Regions from separate parts of the Rattus norvegicus genome. Here region 2 is linked to region 1. The links are chromatin contacts, called in public Hi-C maps. All regions are on one chromosome and are shown on one strand. The core of a region is the stretch at or near the end of the contact, and the rest is flanking DNA. Distances in the headings are between cores, read along the strand shown. Region 1 holds the start of Anp32a (acidic nuclear phosphoprotein 32 family member A). Region 2 has its middle 74 kb from the start of Anp32a.

What was found. A called contact is a pair of places that touch in the nucleus more often than the background predicts.
Region 2: a Hi-C map of liver shows a contact between it and region 1, with 7 times the contacts expected there. The contact joins the enhancer-like site here to the promoter of Anp32a in region 1. A contact is called at or near these places in 7 of 12 Hi-C or Micro-C datasets (Schwann cells, frontal cortex, kidney and 2 more).

Annotation. Positions count from the first base shown.
Region 1 is chr8:71,720,120-71,726,651 of GRCr8, reverse strand. It overlaps Anp32a (acidic nuclear phosphoprotein 32 family member A), which reads right to left and starts at 2,074. Exons shown (of 7, transcript NM_012903.2): 1 at 1,902-2,074. The coding sequence starts at 1,955.
Region 2 is chr8:71,795,641-71,801,954 of GRCr8, reverse strand. No RefSeq gene overlaps it. Among named protein-coding and RNA genes, the nearest start is that of Anp32a, 74 kb to the right of the region's middle. Within about 2 kb of position 3,499, at least 53 of the 93 cell types and tissues checked have an H3K27ac peak or open chromatin away from gene starts, as enhancers often do. A contact at or near this core is called in kidney and liver, where this site is marked.

The DNA.
Region 1 (6,532 bases), core at 825-3,324:
CCCGGAAAGTACGCGGGAAGTCGCGTTCGGCCCCCTCCCCCAGCACCACACCCAGTCCCCTCCACCCCCCGGATCCGGCACCCTGGCTAGTTCGGGACGCCACCGGCCGAACCGGGCAGCCCCGCGGCAAGTCCTGCTGCTAGGGGTGCCCCCTCCTCCCGCCCTGCGCGCCATAAGGCTGTAGCACGTCTCGGGTGCACAGCTGCGTGAGGATGGGCGGAGGGCAGAAAGGAGCTTGTTTTCAAAAGTCTTACTCAGGTTTAGAAGGAGGAATTAGGAGAAAAGAGGAAACGAGGCCTGCCTTTGTCAGGATTCGAGGGGCCAAGTGGCTGGAGGGGCGACAGGTCAGCACAACGTGCTGCGCGAGCCCCCAACTCGCCCGAGCCCCGGACCCTCAGGCTAGACCCGAGATCTTCCCGCCCGCGAGCCCCTGCTGCCTACGACCGGGCCTAAAGGGGAAGTCGGCTAGGGTTTCCACCCCAGACCCTAGGGTCTCTCGAATGGGTCAACTCGCAGACATGAGTGTGAAAGCGGGAGGGAGACAAAAATAAACAGCTTTCGAGTCACCCACCCACCCTCACTTCCCCTTGCAGTGGGCTAGCGCCCAGCCTCCCCGTTCCCACCGGTGTAAGTTTCCTCCTGCCATACTCCCGCCGCTGCCCAATCCATAACGGCTACGGTCAGACGAACTGCCCATCCCAGAGCTGCGTGCCAGCCGTGCCCGCAAGAATGTAGACTGGGTCGGTCCCCACAGCGGCACCAGCTCTGGGCAGCTCGGGTTCTGATAAAGTTTCCCGTGCCCATTTATTAACCAAGCGCCGAATGGCTGCCAGGGAGCCCACCCCAAGAGAAGAAGGGACCGAGAAGGTGGGGTGTCTGGTGCCGATGAGGCGTCAGGGTGCCAAGGCTGGCATCTGGGTTGTGAGCCGGGGGCCAGAATGGGACGCAGCCTCCGGGCAACTTACATTAGCGACGCTCGTGGTTGGGGAGGCGCGAGGATTATCTGAGCATTTGCACACTCCACAATCCCTCCCCCTTTTCTAAGGTACCCCCCTCCCTTTCCGCGAGGAAGAAGGGAGAAAAGACAGCATCTGGCCCAAAGGTGGGGTGGAAAGAGTGAGAGAGAAAGGAGAAGGAAGGCAGGCAGAGAAAGGGAGGGAGGGAGAGAAAGGGCGCGTTCACGAACACGACAAAGTTACAAATATGGCTCCCCACCTCTCGCCTCATCCCCGCAGAGAAACGAAGACGCGCTTTAAACTCGAGCCATCTCCCAACTCCGCAGCAGTCGGGTCCCCACGCGCTCTCCCCGGGGGCCTCGGGCTACATTGATCAGAAACTATACCGGACTCGCGAAGCCCAAAACTTATTGTGTGCGAGCGAGCGAAAGAGACGGCAAAGGGAGGGGGCAGGCGCGGGAGGGGGCGGAAAGGGGGTTACGCTTCTAAAATATAACACCCCCTTTTTGTTGTTTAATCCAGGAGGCAGCCCATCTTCTCCTCCCCTCGATCATCTTTTCCATCCAGATGCGCGTCGTGGGAGCTCGGACGAGGGTGAGATCGCCGTCTTCCCTCCGACCCGAACGCGTGCGCCCCGCCGGCCCCCCGCTGGGTGCACACTCGCACGCACACCCTCGCACCCATACCCGCACACGCGGGAGCACACGCACAGGTAGTCAGTCACACACCAAGGGCAGCAGCGACGGCGGACGAAACATGCTCCGATGGCATTGCACACCCCCCCCCCCGCCATCCAACCTTGCAATTCATTTGCATTCAGACCCCAAACCCCACATCTCCCCCGAGCCCCCCTCCATAAAAAAGTGCCTTCCCCCAAAACACACACGCACACATAACACAAAGTAGGAGAATGGACCGACAGAGATATTTTTGGCAAATGCTCACATCAGAGGGCGTCCTGTTCCGCAGCTCTAAATAAATCCGTTTGTCCATCTCCATCTCTCGCGCTCTCTCTTTCTGCAGAGGATCCTGCGCCAGCGGAATTCAATCAATAAACCCCGAACCCACGGCCGCGCGTTTTAGGACTTTGAAGGCTCAACCAGCTCCGCTCGGTTCTCGAGCCCCCAGCACCCGCGGCGCACACTAACCTGATCGCCGTAGAGGCGGGACCTGCGGCTCCTGCGTGGAGCGGCGGCAACAGGAGCCAATCGAGTGGGGAGGCTCCGCATGCCAGCCAATAGTGGTGGTAGCGGCGGGGGGCAGGGTCCAATGGGCGGCCTGCGCAGCGGGCCAGGGAGGCTCAGCCATTTGGCTGTGGTGCCGGAGACGGACCCCCTTAGATACCCGAGCAGCCGAAGAGGAGCGCGGCTGCACCTTGGTGGTTGCGCACGGGGGGCGGGAGGGAAGGCAGGGCAGGTGCGTGGACCTGAAGGTTCGTGGCCGGGGGCGGGGCCGCAGGTGCGTGGACACGGGAGGGGCGGGGTCCTTGCGGGGGCATCCTCTGGGTGCTGGGCGGGCGGACGAGGCCTGGGGCGCGCGGGCGCAAGGCAGGCCCAAGGAGGGCGCGCATTTTTGGAGCGCACGAAGGACAAATCCCACCCCCCCACACACACACATACCCCGGGGTGCCCACCTTGGCACAACCCCTCACTCCGGGTCTACTCCCATCCCCGCAATTAAATAATCAAGTCTAAGTGCGTGACGCTCCCACCTCCGGAGGAGCGAGGGCGCGATCTCGACCCCAGAAGCTTGGCGGTCTGGTGTCCTGCCTTAAAAGAAGCAATTCCCCGAGAGCCACCGGGATATCTTGTGTAGGGCGATTAATGAATGGAAAGACCGCAGATGCAGAACTGTATAAAATATTTAAAAAGTGGAAAAGGAAGGTGCTGGGAACTGCTGATTCTCAGAGCCCAACATAATTGACGGGCTTTATAGGTTTTTTTGAGATAGAGCTTTGCACGTTTCATTCTAATCGTCCACCAGAGTCGTTTGGTTGGATCTGAGTTGCCAAGGAGTCGCTAACTGGGGCACTTAGTCCAGGTCTTCCAGTTGCTTTGGGTTTTGTTTTTGTTCGACTACGTTACGTTTTTAAAGAAACCTTTACAACCCTGGTTCCCACTGGGTTTCCAGCTTCTTGTAAGCAGCCCTAGGACCTCATTACTACGTGGATGTCTGTAGCTGTGGACAAATCACGGGATACATGTTTAATTTCATCCACACAACTTTATCATAGTGTCTTTTTTCTCTTCGTCTACACTCTCACGCAAACATCCCCAAAATAATTCTATCATTTTGGATACATTAGAACTGAACATTTTATTCAGTTAGTTCTTTAGATCAAACAATAAATGGATTTGAAAGCTGATAAATGTTTATTCTAAGTAGCTGGGAGTACAAAATTAAAACATGTCATCGGGTAACTATGTAATTTCTATAGGTTGTTCATCTAACATTTCGTATCCTTAGATTTTTGTTAATTTTTACAAAGGCTGTGTAACTGGAATTTTTCAATTGTGTTGGTTCCTTTTAAAAACACAAAGAACCCCAAATTACCTCTTTGCCAATGTGTCAGTTCATGTTTCTGGATATGATAACGTTTTTAAAGCAATAATAGCTTTTCATCACAAATATTTTAAGAGGGTGTAGTGTACAAAATCTGTATAGCAGGAGTCTTGAAGTTCATGTTCTTTTGGATGGTAAATGCTAATTTGTTTCTTTTTTTTTTTTGGTTCTTTTTTTTTGGAGCTGGGGACCAAACCCAGGGCCTTGCGCTTCCTAGGCAAGCGCTCTACCTCTGAGCTAAATCCCCAGCCCCACTAATTTGTTTCTTTTTTTTTTTTTTTTTGGTTTTTTTTTTTTTTTTTTCGGAGCTGGGGACCGAACCCAGGGCCTTGTGCTTCCTAGGTAAGCGCTCTACCACTGAGCTAAATCCCCAGCCCACTAATTTGTTTCTTAAACACTGAATCATAGCTGAGGTCCCTGCTGTCAGTGCTGTGAGAGAGTCCTTTTCAAGGAGTAACTCAAAATCCATTGAAGCAAAGAGGTGTCCATTCTACTACCTCTGCTAAGTAGAAGCCAATAGCTCAAGTGACAGGAACAGAAGAAAATTACTTGGAATCCCAACCCCACATACACCTCCCCTTAACAGAGAATATACAGAAATAAAATTATAAAAATCCAGAAGTTGGGGTTGGGGATTTAGCTCAGTGGTAGAGCGCTTGCCTAGGAAGCGCAAGGCCCTGGGTTCGGTCCCCAGCTCCGAAAAAGAACCAAAAAAAAAAAAAAAAAAAAAATCCAGAAGTTGAGCTAGAGAGATGGCTCAGTGGCTAAGAGCACTGACTGCTCTTCCAGAGGTCCTGAGTTCAAATCCCAGCAACCACATGGTGCCTCACAACCATCTGTAATGGAATCTAATGCCCTCTTCTAGTGTGTCTGAAGATAGTGTACTCATATAAATAAAATAAATAAATCTTTTCTTAAAAAGCAGAAGTTTCATGTGAAGAGAAACCAGAGTACTAGAGACTAATTAGAATAGGAAAAAAAAAAAGAAGAAAGAAAGAAGAAAAAAAAAAAAAAACAGTGACCCAATCACTGACAGTATTCTGTATAACTTGTTTGTGGAGCATCTTCCTTTTACAAATTTTGAATAACAGCTTTTGCATTTAGTGCCACAAAACTGAAAGATGCTTTCACTGGATGTCGGTCAGTATAGAAGCTGAACTATGAAAGGACTTTGAGTATTGCCCAATTGCTAGAGGAAGAAAGTTCCTCTTGTAGTTTGTCTAAGAAAGTTTTAATAGGACTTTGGTGGTTTTATTAGGAAACAGGAAGACAGCTCAGCTATTTGCCCTATAAGACTATATGTGTGTGTGTGTAATTATTATTTACAGGGATATTAAATTATGTTTTATTGTATATCTTAGTAGTTAGGCACTGCTCCCAATTGATCTGCATTTCGGGGAAGTAGTCAGAGAAGCCCGAACTCTCCTGGAAGAATTTTTATATGGCCTGGAACAGGTGCAGTTCCTTACTGCAGACTGAACCCACAACAGACTTTAGATGGCGAGGAATAGACAGTCTGCGGCAGGGTTTGATTCCAGCTGGGAATTAATGAGATGCAAATCAAGTTTTGAGCCTTGATTTGAGAAAGGGGTGGGCTTCAAGTAAGAAGGGCACCTTCAGTATCCATCCCAAACTAATGAGCAGCCTGTTCCCAAAGATAAGAGCCATGGGTGTCTTTAGCCTCCGTGTGTCTTGAAGGCTTTATTTTTATTTATGTGTATTGTGTGCACAAAAGTGCAGTTGCCCAAGGAAGCTAGACGAGAATGTTGGGTCCTTCTGGAGTTCCAGGAACTTGTGAACAGACATAGGTGTTGGGACCTGAGCTCTTGTCCTCTGCAAGAGCAGCAAGTGTTCTTACCTACTGAGCCATCTCGACCATGCCCAACATGGTGAGAAGTCTTGTTTTTAGAAATAACCACACCATCACTGCTGTTTTAGCTCGGGAGTCCTTGGTTCAGTCTCTGAAGATGGTGGCCCTTTGGTTTTTATTGGTCAAGCTAATGAATGCACAGTTCAACTTCATTCTTCAGCTTGAAGCATCTAGACTGGAACCCAGCCATAACCCTCTTCCGCTTACACTAGAGCTTGGCTGCCTGGGTCCCAGAGACAATGACATGGAAAGGCTCCAGCTTGCCTGTGTGCTCTTCTGTCCTTACATATAAATAGCTTTTAGAAATGTAGATTATTCTTTTGAAACCCATGGTAACAATGTGAGGATGTCTGCATTTTGATTTGAATAGCAAAGGAATGTTCAAGTCCAAAATCTAAAAAGCTACTCATAGTTTTCTATTGCTTAATGAAGCATTGGACTTTTTTTTAAGTGTGTATTACATTTATTTTTGTGTGCTGCTGGGGGCATGTGCTACTTCACATGTCTGAAGATCAAAGGACAACATTCAGGAGTCAGCCTTCCTACCTGGTGGGGCCCAGAGATTGAAATCAGGTCATCAGACTTGGCACCTTTACCCATTGGACCATCTGTCTAGCCTGGGTGACATTTTTAAAAAATGCTTTAATGATTGAATAGTTATCTTGTTAACGAGTTGGTCATGGAGAAAAAGTACTAACCAAAAATAGTTATTACAGGTCACTTAAAAAAATAACATGGTGACTCATGCCTGTAATCGCAATGAGTTTGAAGCACCCTGGGCTATTGGGTAACTGTTTCAGTAAGTCAAGCATGATAGCCTATGCCTGTCGGTCCATGGAAGTAGGAGCAGACTGGGCTCCCTAAGACTGTTTATTAAGTTAAGTAGGGCTGGAGAAGTGGCTCAGCAATTGAGAACTCAGGTCGCTCTTCCAGGGAACTTGGGCTCAGTTCCCAGCACCCATGTGGCAGTTATAACTGTTAGAACTCCACTTCCAGGGGATCTAAGGCTGGCCTCCAAGGGCATCAGGAACACACATGGTACACAAACATCCATGTAAAACACCCATACATATACAAAACTTTAAAATAAAATATGGCTATTAAAAAAAGTAAGACAGGAGGCATGGCTCAACAGCTCAGAGCA
Region 2 (6,314 bases), core at 2,250-4,749, 74 kb before region 1:
GGACCCACCATCAAACCTGACAACCTGAGCTATAGAAGGAGAAAACAGACTCCAATTGTCCTCTGACCTTCACGTATTTGACATGGCATTCTTGTGCTCTTATATACACATATACACATATAAATATTACAATCTTTTACTTCCAAAAAAAAAAAAATTATGTAGGTGCAGTACCAACAGTGGCCAAAAGAGGTAACATCAGGCTCCCTGGAGCTGGAGTTACAGACGGTTGTGAGCCACTATGTGGGTGTTGGGAACTGAACTAGGGTCCTCTGCAAGGGCAGCCAGTGCTCTAACCATTGTGCCACCTCTCCGGCCCCATATCCCCCCCCCTTTTTTTAAATGAACTACTTCTTACAGCTATTTAAAAAGTATTTACTATGGACAAATATAGTGGCTCACACCTGTAATTCCACTCTTAGAGTCTAAAGCAGGAAGTTATCAAGAGCTCCAGCCCAGCCTGAGATATACAGTAAGACCCTGTTTCAAAAGAGGGAGAGGCACACCAAGGATGTAGCTCCGTTGGTGGGGTGCTGGTGTAGAATGCATGAAGCTCTGAATCTGATCACAGGCACGACATTAAACCAGGGGTGCCAGCACAAATTTGTAATCCTAGCATTTGGGAAGTGGGGGTAGGAAGATCAGAAGTTCAAAGTTAACCTTGGCTACCTAGGGAATTCAAGACCAGCCTGGGTTATGTAAAGACCATGTTTGTTCAGTATCTAATCCAGTGTCGTACATTGGAATAGCACTTCACAGTCTGCAAGAACTAGTCCATGAATTTGACCCTAGGTTCTAGGACTGCGCTGTGCCATGTCCAAGGTCACCAAGCCAGTGTCATGGGGAAACCAAAAGATAAGTGTTTTCTGGGTCTAGGGACAGAGGAACTGAGGGGAGTCTGCTTCGGAAGGATGCCGGGGTCTATCATGAGACCAGAAACAGTGGACACCAGTAGTCCCTCACCAAGGCAGGCCTGTCTGAGAAGAGGGTTGTCAGTCTACCAAGGGGTGCCCCAGGTAACTGAGGGAGCCAGAGGAGCCGGCACACCTTAAGTGGGGGACATCAGAGGACTGTAGGACTGGACACAGGACACTGGGCAGACGACAGTTTAAATCTCATTCTGGCCTCTTGTGGGAAATCCTGCATGTCACTCTTCCGCACGGGGCATGATTTTCCCTGTCTATGCATTATGGGGTGAGAACAATGCCCAGATCCCTTCCTAGTCAAACACGAGATTTCTGTGATGCCAGCTGCCAAGAGGATGAAAATGTCCCCGAGACCATGCATTCCCTTACGTAAGTGACACAAACAAGCTTGTCGAGGAAAAGGGAAGCATCTTGGGGCTCCTGTGAGGCCTGAAGGCAGCATTGGCCAACCGAGTTTGGACAGCCTACTCCTGCAGTTTCTGCCTCTGGATCAGTTCTCAAAGCCTAAATTTTCAGGAATTCTAAATTCACTCAGAGTCTGATCCATGTAAGCTCCTTCTCCTCAGACGTCAGGGAACACAGGGCTGTCACCTGGCTGAGACCGCCTGGGCCAGCAGGTAAATACACAGACATGCTGACCTGCCTTCTCTTCTGGCCCACCTGTCCTGACCCCAGCAGAACAGCTCTTCGGTCATTGCTTATCATGGTAAATTACCTGAGGTGAGTAGGAGCCCATTTTTCCAAACTGTATTTGTTGAGTAGTTACCTCCCATTGGTTCCTTATGTGTCCTCAAATTTGTCATATGCTGCGCTGGGGGTGTAGCTCAGTAGAGTGCTCGCCTAGAATGCTGGAAACCCTGAGTTCTGTCCCCATCACGACATACATCAGGCATGGTAGCGTATGCCCGCAATCTCAGCGCGTAGGAGGTGGAGGCACAAGGTCCAGAAGTTTGCGAATATCTTTGACTATATAGTGAGTTCAAGGCCAGCCTGAGCTACACGAGACATTGTCTTAAAAAAGAAAAAAAACAAACAAACAAACTTATGCTATGCTATCTTTTACTTCTAGTCTTGTATGCTGGTCTCTCCGCCAGTGCTGACTCAACCCTCCACACAGCTTTAATCACTTAAAGATGGGGATGGGAGGAAGCCCTCCATGACTCTGAACCATCTCTATTGACATGCTTCCACCAGATGTCATTCTTGCTTTTTCCCCAGGTAAAGATGTCATGGGATAAATTTCAGATCCTTCTTTTCTATGAATAAACCTTTTATGTCCCTACAGGCAAGGGTACCTCTCCCAGTTCTAACTCCTGTCCTTTTGAAACCTGACTGGATTTCCAACTTAGTTTAGCACATCCAAGTATCTGGATAACTGAGTACCAAGCTGAGCCTCAGGAATGCCAGTCATATCTATCTGTGGCATCCAGCCACCCGCAGGACACAGAGCCCTGATCCTGGAGGGGTTTCACTCTGGGATGGGTTCAAGGTGGGGTGGACATCAGTCTGGGGAGATGGCTGGCTCCTGAGCTGACTTCCAGCCAGTCTCCTGAGATCTCAAGATGGGTTCAGGCATTTTTAGACTCCTAGCTCTGGGCAGGCATCCAAGACTGTCAGCAGACCCATGCAGAACCTGGCTGCTTCCTCACTGTGCGAAATGATTTCATCCTGAAAACAACCCCCAGCCCTGCCCTGCCTTCCAGCTTGGAAGAACGAAGATGCCATGGCAGGGGTATGTAGCAGTGGCAGACACTTGACCTTGGCCAGGAAGAATTACGAGATCCACTAGAGCCCGTACTGCAGAGGGAGGAAGAGTGGTGTGTGTGTGTGTGTGTGTGTGTGTGTGTGTGTGTGTGTGTGTGTGTACCCCTGCCCCCTGCTGGATAACAACTGAAGGTCCCAGTTCTGGAGAATGTTTCCTATTTTGAAATAAGCTGCAGCTTGCTAATCAATCCAGTAACAAGCACAATGTTATTCAGACCCCTTCCCTGACACCTGACACTTGGCTTCACTGTCTGGCAGCACTGTCCCTTTAGGTTATCCATTGTCTTCCCAGAGCACCAGAACACTGCGCCCAAGACACGCGCGCGCGTGCGCACGCAGACACACACACACACACACACACACACACACACACACACACACACACACACACACGATGCTAACCAATCGAACCTAAATGGGATGGGAGACGGGAGCTGAGGAGGCAGGTCTTAGATTTCAAGGTCATAGTGATCACCCAAAGATCCAAAGACCAGAAAGAATTTGCTAGAAACTTGAACCTATCCAGCAGGTGGCAGATTACAGCTCTCTACTGTTCTAAGCTGGGCGCCTTCTGCCATCTCCCATCCAACCCCTGAATGAATTACACAGACCAGGTGAAGCAGGTCTAGCAAGGATCTGAACCACCCATGCATGAGGGAGGGAGGGTCTCTGAAAGTCCTCAGGCTCCAAGCCTGGGAGGACAGCATTCTGAGAGCGGCCAGAGGAGGGCGCTCACCTCACCCTTCGGCAGATTCCGCGGTCTTTGCCAGCAGCGTGCCTGCTTGCCTGAGAGCTGGAAGAAGCCTGAGGCAGGCTTCTCGACTCAGCAAGGTTCTGACCTGCTCGGTGACCTTGAGCAAGGTTCCCACAGGGACAATGACAAGGAGGGGCCGTTTCTGCCCAGAGAATCTGCATTTCCACGAGGTTTGGGGCAGAGCGGGAAAGAGACGAGGAGGGCAGAAAGGAGCTGAAGGAGGAGCCAGGGGTCCATGCAGACCCTGGCGGCTGGGGGGCCACCGCCTAGCCCAGTCCTGGAGCTCGCTCGCTCAAGCCTACGCAATCTCCAGGAAGCTGCTGGTGAAGGAAACAGAAGCAGTCCTCCCCAGCCCTCTGCCTCCCGCCCCGGAAAACAAAAAACCTCCAGGGCCAGAGGTGAAGGTGGAGACCGCTGGGGAGGCTGTACTTCTCTCTGGTGAGAAGCGGAGGAAGGGCCTGGAGTGAACTGATACTGGTTTCGCTACTTCAACCGACCGGAGGGGATTAAAGGGCAGAGACACCAAGTCCAGCTCCGGAGCTAGTGGCCTGGATAATGGTGAGGGAGCGAGAGCATACTGAGCTATGGAATTGACCTTTATTGAGGGAGAGAGAGGGCAAGGGACACGTTAGGAGAATGCTGGACACCGGAGCTAGAGGTGAGGTGATCCTTACTATGACCATCCAATTTAGCAAAACCCAAGGGAGGAGACAGTCTTAGGAAACTGCAGTGTTTCTCTGTGCCGTAAGACCAGACGTAAAACATTTGCCAGGCACTTTTTTCTCCCTGAGAGACGGGGTGCAAAGTTTCTTGGAGCCCAAAGTGTCTTTGAACTCAAACAATAGCTGAAGATAACTTTGAACCTCTTTTTTTTTTTTTTTTTTTTTTTTTGTTCTTTTTTTCGGAGCTGGGGACTGAACCCAGGGCCTTGTGCTTCCTAGGTAAGTGCTCTACCACTGAGCTAAATCCCCAGCCCAACTTTGAACCTCTTGATCCTTCTGCTGATCCTCCTAGTGCTGACACTATTTGCATGAGCCACCACACCTGACTTGCCCGAGATCCACTCCCTGGGCTTCATGCTAGACCAACACCCTACCAACTGAGTTACCCTAACTGTGCTGGCTAGTTTTATTATGGAGAGACCTGTGCTGCCCCTTGGGGCTTCCTAGCAGTATAATTAGAAAGGTCCTTTATACTTTACAGGTCTCCTTCCCTAACATCATCCCCCGTCGACTTCTCATATGCCTGAATTTCACAGTTCCCAAAACAATCATTTGCAAAAACTAATAAATTCTTTTTCTTTGCCTACTGGGTTTTGGAGACATTTTCATAAAAAATTTATTTAGTCAGATGCTCCTCAAATGTCCCCTGCACTCGAAACTCTCCTCAGTGCTTCAACTGAGGAATAGGATGACTCAATTCTTGGTCTCAGAGAGAGTACAGTGTAGTGTATAATTCATATAGAGATTGCAGTCTGGCATAGAACCCAAGTGCGTATGCAGAACTTGTGTGCAAGGTCTAAGACAGTAAGGACTGTCTCCGCATGAGGGGAAATGGTCTGTGTCTGCAAGGCTGGAGAGATGGCTAAGAGGCCAAACCACTTGGAAAGGATTCCAGTTCTGTTCCTAGCATCATGGTGCTATGGCTCACAATCTGATGCCTCCTTCTGCTGGCCTCTGTGGACACACACACACACACACACACACACACACACACACACACGGCATGCTCTTAAACTGACACACATTTTCTTTTTTCTTTTTTCTTTTTTTTTGGTTCTTTTTTTCGGAGCTGGGGACCGAACCCAGGGCCTTGCGCTTCCTAGGCAAGCGCTCTACCACTGAGCTAAATCCCCAACCCCACATTTTCTTTTTTTAAATAAACAAAAATCTACATTTTTCTACAGCACACAGTTGTTTTCCACGGGAGAGGGTTTGATTTGTGTTACTGTTGTTTTGAGGCAGTGCCTCACACACCCCAGGCTGACCTTGAATTTACTATATAACCCAGGCTGTTCTTGAACTCCTAATCCTCCTGCTTCCAACTCCCATGCCTAATGCTCAGTCCTTGTGGTTTTTTTTGGGACAGGATCTTGCTAAGTAGCCCAGGCTAGTTTCAAACTCATGATCCTCAGTTACCACAGACTCCTTCTTCTGCCCCCAGGTGTTAGGATCACAGGAATGTGCCGTCATATCTGGAATGGCATTTTTGTTTTTGTTTTTGTTTTTTTGAGTGTTTGCCTGAATATATAGCTATGTACCACAAGCCCACAGGGCCCAAGGAGGCCACAAGATGATATCAGATCCATTTGAACTGGGGTTACAAATGGTTGTGAGCCACCAAGTGGGTACTGGGACCTGAACCTGGGTTCTCTGGAAGAACAGCCATCCTCACACCCCTTCCTGGGTCTTCTTGATGTGCACTGTCTTGCTTGATGGTCTCAGCCTGTTTTGCCCACTAACCTCCTCATTCATTAGAAGGTACAGCCCGGATGGTGTCCACCCTCTCCAGACCAGTGCTTGTATCATGAACCCTATGCCCTCCTTTGCCTGGAAATGAGCCCTTTTCTTCAAGTCAAAAGCTTTGCTCTCAAGTCTGTTGCGTATTGTCTTAGCCATGGACTTTGTTTTTGGTTTCACTTTTGAGACCGTCTCCAGTAGCTCCAGCAGGCCTCACACTCACTGCATGGCCAAAGACGGAGCTCCCAGCCCATTTGCCTCCACCTTTTTTTTTTTTTTTTTTTTTTTTCTTTTCCGGAGCTGGGGACCGAACCCAGGGCCTTGCGCTTGCTAGGCAAGCGCTCTACCACTGAGCTAAATCCCCAACCCCCACCTTTTAAGTCCTGAGATTATAGCCTTGCTCCCCACACC